Linked DNA regions of Mustela erminea: region 2 is linked to region 1. A link is a contact called in public Hi-C data. All regions are on one chromosome and are shown on one strand. The core of a region is the stretch at or near the end of the contact, and the rest is flanking DNA. Distances in the headings are between cores, read along the strand shown.

Evidence for each region. Hi-C and Micro-C count contacts between places; a contact is called where the count stands out from the background.
Region 2: a Hi-C map of fibroblasts shows a contact between it and region 1, with 6 times the contacts expected there. The contact joins the promoter of VCPKMT here to the enhancer-like site in region 1. A contact is called at or near these places in 3 of 3 Hi-C or Micro-C datasets (fibroblasts, skeletal muscle and spleen).

What each region holds. Positions count from the first base shown.
Region 1 is chr5:98,873,785-98,877,794 of mMusErm1.Pri, forward strand. It overlaps LOC116590212, which reads left to right. Exons shown (of 4, transcript XM_032341819.1): 3 at 877-1,084; 4 at 1,265-1,633. The coding sequence ends at 1,633. Among named protein-coding and RNA genes, the nearest start is that of NEMF, 12 kb to the left of the region's middle. Within about 2 kb of position 1,722, the one cell type or tissue checked has open chromatin away from gene starts, as enhancers often do. A contact at or near this core is called in fibroblasts, where this site is marked.
Region 2 is chr5:99,078,153-99,082,162 of mMusErm1.Pri, forward strand. It overlaps VCPKMT (protein-lysine methyltransferase METTL21D), which reads right to left and starts at 2,159. Exons shown (of 8, transcript XR_004285976.1): 1 at 1,350-2,159; 2 at 1,148-1,258; 3 at 908-980. SOS2 (son of sevenless homolog 2) reads right to left here. Exons shown (of 22, transcript XM_032344177.1): 22 at 2,256-3,981. The coding sequence ends at 3,472.

The DNA of each region.
Region 1 (4,010 bases), core at 472-2,971:
GAGGGGAGACCCAGAAACAGCAATTCAAGGAGGGCCTTTTCTGACAGCTATCTTTGTTCAAACAGAATGAATCATCTCAAAGAAATCGAATACAATTGGCTTTATGAAAAGCTTACTACATTGTCCTCTTTCCTTGTCCTTTTACATGTGGTGAAGTCTGTGTTTAGTGCTTAGAGTCTTAAAGTTCCCAAATGATTATCAGATTGATGTTAAGATCGATATGAACATTTGATCAACTTCCGCTGCCCCTAAAATGCCTGAATTTAAAAGGGAATCCTCTAAGATAGTTCTTTCACAAAGGTAAATTTACGATTACAGACAACCAAGAACTTCTGGCAATGTGAAACATTCTATTCTTTCTTCGTGTGCTCATTTATTTCCTTAAAAAAAAAAAATTAGATCGGGACACAAGACTTCTTCGGTGCGGCTCGGAGCAGGGCGCTGAGGTTTTGCTCTCTGCAACAGTGGGTTCAAGACTCAGCCGCGCACAGGGTGCTCCAGGTTCCCTGCGCTTCAATTCCGTCCCTAACGTCGGCTGTCGGCAATCCAAAAATCAAGGGGGAGACCGGGCGAGGCGTTCTGCCATGCTGGCCCTTCACCTCTGCTCTCACAAAGGCGTGTGGGCGCCTCTTCATTTTTTTTATTTTTTTCCTCATTACAAGGAGGGAGTAGCCGGGCACCCAGTCGGAAGCTCACTCCTACCCGTTGACAGACAGAGCTTAAGGATTCATGGGGGGAAAGACTGCTGATTTGCCAGATCTTTCGTCTGCAACATTTGAAAAGCAAAAACCTTGAGTTAACAGCGGTGAAAGAAAGTAACATTCCGTGGGTGGAGGTGGGGAGGCAAGGTCCGGGGAAACAGTGGTAACAGAGCAGCAAGCTGGATGGACCGCAGCCGGGAGAACGTGGGAACCGGGACGCATTTTTGGTAGTGTTGTCGCGAGGCGATCTTCTCCAACGGGCGGCGAGTAAACGAGCAGCCCCTGTTGGCTGCGAGGGTGATAGCAGCCCTTCGCCAAGAACTTTTGGCGATGGTCCGGTAGGGGTCAGCGATGAGGCGGCTCTGGACCGCCGAATATCCGAAGTTACCCGGTAGCTTGGACCCTAAGGGAGACGGAAAATAGGAAGACAAGCGTCAAATAGTGAGGAGAGGGAGCCAGTAATAGAGACCAGTTACATCTTACTTATTTTTAACATACAGATTATAGACTCCCAAATGCATAAATAAATGGGGCAAACTCCTACTGTTTATTTTAGGAGGTAGGGACTACTTCTGGAGAGAGGAGGCAAAAGAGACGGGGTCTCGCTATGTTGCCCAGGCTGGAGTGCAGTGGCTATTCACAGGCGCGATCCCACTACTGATCAGCACGGGAGTTTTGACCTGCTCCGTTTCCGACCTGGGCCGGTTCACCCCTCCTTAGGCAACCTGGTGGTCCCCCGCTCCCGGGAGGTCACCATATTGATGCCGAACTTAGTGCGGACACCCGATCGGCATAGCGCACTACAGCCCAGAACTCCTGGGCTCAAGCGATCCTCCTGCCTCAGCCTCCCGAGTAGCTGGGACTACAGGCGCGCGCCACCGCGCCCGGCGCTCAGAAAGCTTGCAAAGGAGATACTAGAAGCTGTGGTGTGATGACGTTACCTGGAGGTGGAGCAAAGGCGGGGCTGCGGCTGTCGCGAAAGTGGGAAGGCCCAGTATGAGGCGGGCCGGAAGCCGAGACCGTGTGACGTCATCAGGGATGGTTTGCGGTCGGGCTCTACTGCTCCCTGAGCGGGTGAAGCCGCTTTCACTGTTCCGGCCTCGGCTCTGACTGTTTGGCTGCGAGCACGGTGTTCTTGTACTTAAACCAGTCTTTCGCACATCCTGCAACTTTGGGGGGAAGTTACTTACGAGGGAACCATCTGTCACTAAAAGTCTCATTGTCCATAGCAAGCCGGTCCCTTTGCCGTACAGCTGTACAAAGTATAACCTGTCGTAGCAAGGGGGCTGGGGGGTCTGCAAAAATGTCGGAGGCCCACTCACTTTTCATTACTGAAATGAAGGGAGTTTAAGTGAATAGTCTGCTTTCGTAGCCCCCGCATGTTCATTGCCGGCTATTGTAGGAGAAAGGTCTATCTGGGTAGACGAGCTCAAGGATTAGGATTTGTCAGCCTGGAGTCCTTTTTGGACCAAGTTTGAGTTAGGAAGGGGTAGGAGGAAGAAGGAAAAAAGGATTTCCAACCATAGTGGATCTGCAACCACCAGACCTTTTATTTGCCCTGTCACAATCTTTCCCATTCCTCTTTTCTCCTAGAATAGTCCATCCAAACTTTCCCGTCCACCTTCATTTTATCACAGAACTTGACTCCCACTTTCATAGATAAATTAAGGCCATCAGAAAACTTTATCAAGTCCTTGTTACTCCCTCCTCCAAATCTGTGTTTACATCTTCAAGAATGTACAACTCTGTTGTAGCTTCCTACCTCAAATCCAGTAGGTAAAAATTTCTCAGTCATTTCCATACTCATCCTATCTCTTTCACTTGTTTAAAGAGATGCTGAGTTTTCTTTCATCTTAAGAACTCTCCTTTGACTTTGCTGCTTTTTCCAAATGAAATGTGTGTTGTTTTAATGGCTGCACTTTTTGAAAAGTTGTTCTACAATTACTACATTCAGCTCCTAACATTCTATCTTCAGTCCACAGTCCACTGACCCACTGAAACTATTCTACTAAGGTTCTCAAACCTACGCTCCTAACTGGCAGATCTAGGGACCCATTAAGACTTACGTGACATAATTTTTTAAAAAGATTTCATTTTTTTATTTGGCAGACAGAGATCACAAGTAGGCAGAGAGGCAGGCAGAGAGAGAGAGAGAGGAGGAAGGAGGCTCCCCAATGAGCAGAGAGCCTGATGCGGGGCTCAATCCCAGGACCCTGGGATTATGACCTGAGCCAAAGGCAGAGGCTTTAACCCACTGAATCACCCAGGCACCCCTTATGATAAATTATCACCCCCCATCTGTATTATTTGTGACCACCACCTCCTCCTTGAAATTTTATTTTCGCTGGTTCTTGCTGACAGCCTCTGATAGGTCCTCCCAAGCTTTGCCAGTTTTTCCTCTGCCAACTCTAAACCTTCTAAACCTTTATTTTCTTGCTATACTTTTCACAAGTGATCTCATCATCTCTCAGGGCTTTCAATTCTATAGCTCCAGTCTGAAGCTCTGGAAAGCCATAGTTTTATCAGGCTACTGGATATCATCTTAAAATCATTCAAAACTTCAAATTCAACTTGTACAAGCAAACCTAACCATCTTCTGATCCTTACCTCTAAACTTGCCCACTCAATTTCCTATATTCTCACTCTTTACTAATATAATTATTTAGTTTGTCATTTCAGAGCTCTCTCAGTCATCCTTGACCACTGTTTTATTCATTTACCACCAGATTTTTTTTTCTTGCCTATCCAATGATAGGCTCTGTGCTAGATGATAAAGATGTGGTGGTGATGAAAAAAGACATTTGGGGGAGACAAAAAACACAGCAGTATAGGGTGCCTGGGTGGCTCAGTGGGTTAGGCCTCTACCTTCAGCTCAGGTCATGATCTTGGGGTCCTGGAATCGAGTCCTGCATTGGGCTCTCAGCTCGGCAGGGAACCTGCTTCTTCCTCTCTCTCTTTCTGCCTGACTCTCTGCCTACTTGTGATCTCTGTCAAATAAATAAATGAAATCTTTTTTTAAAAAAGCCCAGCAGTATATACATATGCTCTGATAAGGGCCATGCAGGAAACAAAGTGCTGGGAGAAAAACAACAATGGCAGGAATGGGGGAGGGACATAGTTTAGAGAAAGTAGTCAGGTAAGCCTCCTTGAGAAGGTGTCATTTGAAATGGGGCCTGAAGAATGAGACATCGGTTAGGGTACTTCAATTACCAGCAATAAGGGCTATGTGTAAACTGAAGTAAAAGAACTCCTCTTAAGCAAGAATTCATTGGAAGGCAGTGGGGCAAATATGGCAGAACGGTAGCTGTC
Region 2 (4,010 bases), core at 909-3,408, 200 kb after region 1:
CAATTTAGCCATCTTTGAGTCAATCAACAAAGTATAAGTGGTTAAAGCTCTGTAACTAATGACTGGTAACTCTTCACTAATCAACCACTGCATTGATTTCAGTTTCCAAAAGACTCAAATGACTGTATTTTGGAGTTCCCATGAGAAAACAAATGAAATGACCTCATCCTTAAAAAATTAATTTTAATCTATTTTAAGTTGGGATTTACCCACAAAAGTGAGTCTGACCCTAACTTGAATTTAAGTTAGTTCAATGTTCGTTATTTTAAAAACGCAATGCCCACAATATTATACAAACTGCCATTTAAAAAAATACCATTCTGGGGGCACCTGAGTGGCTCAGTGGGTTAAACCCTCTGCCTTCGGCTCAGGTCATGATCTCAGGGTCCTGGGATTGAGCCCTGAATCAGGCTCTCTGCCCAGCAGGGAGCCTGCTTCCCCTCTCTGTCTCAGCCTGCCTCTCTGCCTACTTGTGATCTGTATGTCAAATAAATAAATAAAATTTTTTTTAAAAAAGTACCATTCTGAATCAATCTTTCCACAGAACAATATATTCTTTACAATGCAACTTAATTCTCAATGTCATGGTTAACATGTTCACTAGGAAGAGCTTACCAAAAAACTTAAGCTTTTCATAACAGATCCAAATGGCAAAATCTTTAAAATAGTACATAAGTCTCTAGTAAAATGCACATAACACTTCTGTCAACATATTTTATAGGTCTATATGTTTATCACCAGTATATGTATATAGTTCTGGTAACCTTTATGTTCTTTATTGTGTCATCAACTACAGGACAAATATCTTGCATTCAGAGATGTTAAAATGTGAAGAAGCGTGCACTCTGGAATCCACAAATTATGGTATAAACTCTAAAGATAGACACTTCACTCACTGAATACTCACCTCTTCATAGTATATGCAGTCGGCCATCAGTATATAGTCTGGAGGAGAAGGAAAGTCTTCTATTTCTTCCCCCCTTAAAAATATCAACCAAAATATTTAACTGTTGCTTTAATAATTTAAAACACTGTTTTATAAACAAGTTCTGGAAAGTCCCCTTCGTATTAACTATGGTTGTAGTGAAATGCAATTTAAAGCAAAATAGAATCGTTATCTTAAAACAAGCTGAAAGGCCATACAAACCATTTCAGTACCTTGGCTTGAACAGAACCAGTGACAAGATGCTTGTTCATATTAATATTCATCTTCAGCAAGTCCTGCAATTCCTCAAGATCTGTGACCACAACATCAGCCCTATAAAATAACGTGAAGTGTAGGCACAAGCGTGGTAAACCAGCAATCCGGATTTCCCGAACAAAGCAGCCCCCCCTGTACCAGCTCTTACCCGAGGGTAGCAGCCATGAGCCCTACGGCCCCAGTGCCGGAGCCCAGCTCCAGCACGGACCGCCGGCTCAGAGCGTGGGCCCCATCCCCGGAAAACCCGGGGGTTTCTAGGTACTTAGAAAGGACAATGGCAGCGTCCCAAACAACGCAGCCCACGCCGCCGGAGCCATACTGCTGCAGTCGTAACACCGTGCCATCTCGCTTTTCCAAAACTCGAACAAAGTTCCGCAGTGGGTCCTCCGCGGACTCCAAAGAAGCCGCCATCGCTGCCGGGCAACAAGATGTGGCGCGTGCAGTGACGTCACAGCCACATGCACCGCCCCAAGACCGGCCTGAAGAGGGCCCGGCGCCTCCTAGTGGCGAAGTTGACACCATTGCGCATGCGCAAAAGTACAGGGCCGAGAAGGCAGCATTACCTGGGCGTGGTGGAGCACCAGGCCACACGCTTCTTGGTGTTGGTCAGGCTCACTCCTCTAAATTTAGCCTGGCTTTACAATCGGGCAGTTTACTTCACTCTTCCAAACAAAGCTAATATTGTCACCTCTTTAAAAAACAAAGGCAAACTCAAGACTGTTTTTACCTGGAGACCAATTTTACTCGGTAGTTACTGGCCTTAAATCCAGGCAGCTTCCAAGGTCCTACCAGGGAGGCTACAATCCTCTTTTATCAAGGGTTTCCTACCATGCTCCTAATTCTTCATCTGAATGCATAGAAATGGTTGCTGGAAGCTTGCTGATTGCATTTTAACAGTTAAGACAAAGTTATCCTAATAAAATTTATATCACTTAAATTCCTTGGGATTATATAAATTGCACAAATATTGAAAATAATGTGGTTGTATGTATTTACACAGAACTCAAGAATATCTCCACTTGTTCCTTATAATGAAAACACGTATTTAAAAGTCTTTTAAAAATTAAGACTGGGGTGATTTATTAATCTTGTTAAGAACTCTGATACAAAGCACAGTAAAAGGCCACAGACCAGTAAATAAACAAGGTGGCTTCTGGCTACTTTACAACTGCTGCTACAGCACTATCAGCAAAACACGCTTTTTCATCACTTTGAACCCAGGAGTCCAAATGGCAAATAAAACTTTTACTCACTTCTCTGAATAAAAAGTTTAATAAAGCTTTAAGTATGTTTGTTTGCTGATTTAAATGTTACCAATCTAAAAAAAAAAATTTTTTTTTTAATTTTAGTTTACATGAGATTTATAGAGAAAGTTGCTAGGTTTTGAGGGCAAGGCAGTTGGTTCCTAGGCCATAAGAAAGTTTCCTCTGAATTTCTGAATTAGTAAAGTAGCAGATTGTAGTACAGGCCTGGAGTCACTTAAATTTACATAGGCTATTAGCATTATTTTTAAATATACATTATAAACAAAACTGTACATACATGGCATATTAATTTTGTTTTCCAAAACAATAGGCAACTCATTAGAGCTAAAGACATCATAGTCTGCAAAAACAAAAGGCACATCTGAATGAGATACATGCCCTTTTTCCCTCTATGATTGGTTAGGTAGTCTGTATGCATTTTGACAAAATAATAAACATTTACAGTGCATTCTATTATTTTCATTCTATTTTCCGTTTTTTGTCTTCAGCAGCAAATTCTGGCATTTAAGACATGGCATTAAAGAGTTTAAGAACAGTGGGTGTTTTTCACAATTCTCCTAAATGTAAAAACTTGAAGATGGTCAAAGAGTTTTAAAAATCAGTAATACCATACACCCCCTATATTTGTGTAAATTCATTGCCTTAAAAAGGCATCTATTACCCAAATTTGAAAAATTCCACAAATGCACTATCCCCTTTCAGTGCAATCAATGTCACTTTAAACCGTATTTTAGCAGAGTCTACAGTGCAAATATAAATTCTTTATACTGGCCTTTTGGCAGCACTGAGGATCCAAGACAAGGCAATGCTACTGATCACCTGAGGATAATGATAAAGGACTTTTGTATTTTTATTTTTCCAATATTTAAAAGCTTATTTGATCAGTAGCATTTTTGTAAGAGCATTATTTGTAAAAAGTACTAAAATACTATGACCTTTTTGAATAAATTAAAAAAAACCCTTTACAAATACCATTCCAGTGTCAATGACTACATATGGCTAAGGTCATTGAGGAGTTTCCGCATTTTCTAGCAAAGGCAGTCTGTATGACGGAGGGTGCGAAAGCTCCCGTTTATAAGTCTTTGGTGGCAGTTTTGGTAGGTGAGGGCTTGAATTCTGCCTTGGTGGAACAGGAGGAGCTTGAGGATGAGCAAGGTTGTTGTGACTAGAACTGAGCATGTAGCATCGACGTGGTACTCTCGGAGAGGGTGTGCTGGGAGGAGTATTTGGCGAATTTGGACAGGTACTAACGTCTCTGAACCAGTCTGGATCTCTGTGAAGATGTCCTAGTGGAGGTGGCTGAAGATTAAACGGACAGTTTATGAAGTGTTCTGGAGGCCGAAGGGGAACTGGTGGAGGGGTATCAGGAAGAGGATCTCTTGGCGGTGGTGGAGGTGGACTATGCAGAGGTCCATCAAATGTACCAGTAGGAGCAGGAACTCTGGGTTTTACCTTTGGAGGAGGAGGCTGTCTTGGTGGAATAGCAGGGGGGTCATCATCAGATTTCGTATTTCCCTCAAAAAAAAAAAAAAAAAATTAACTCA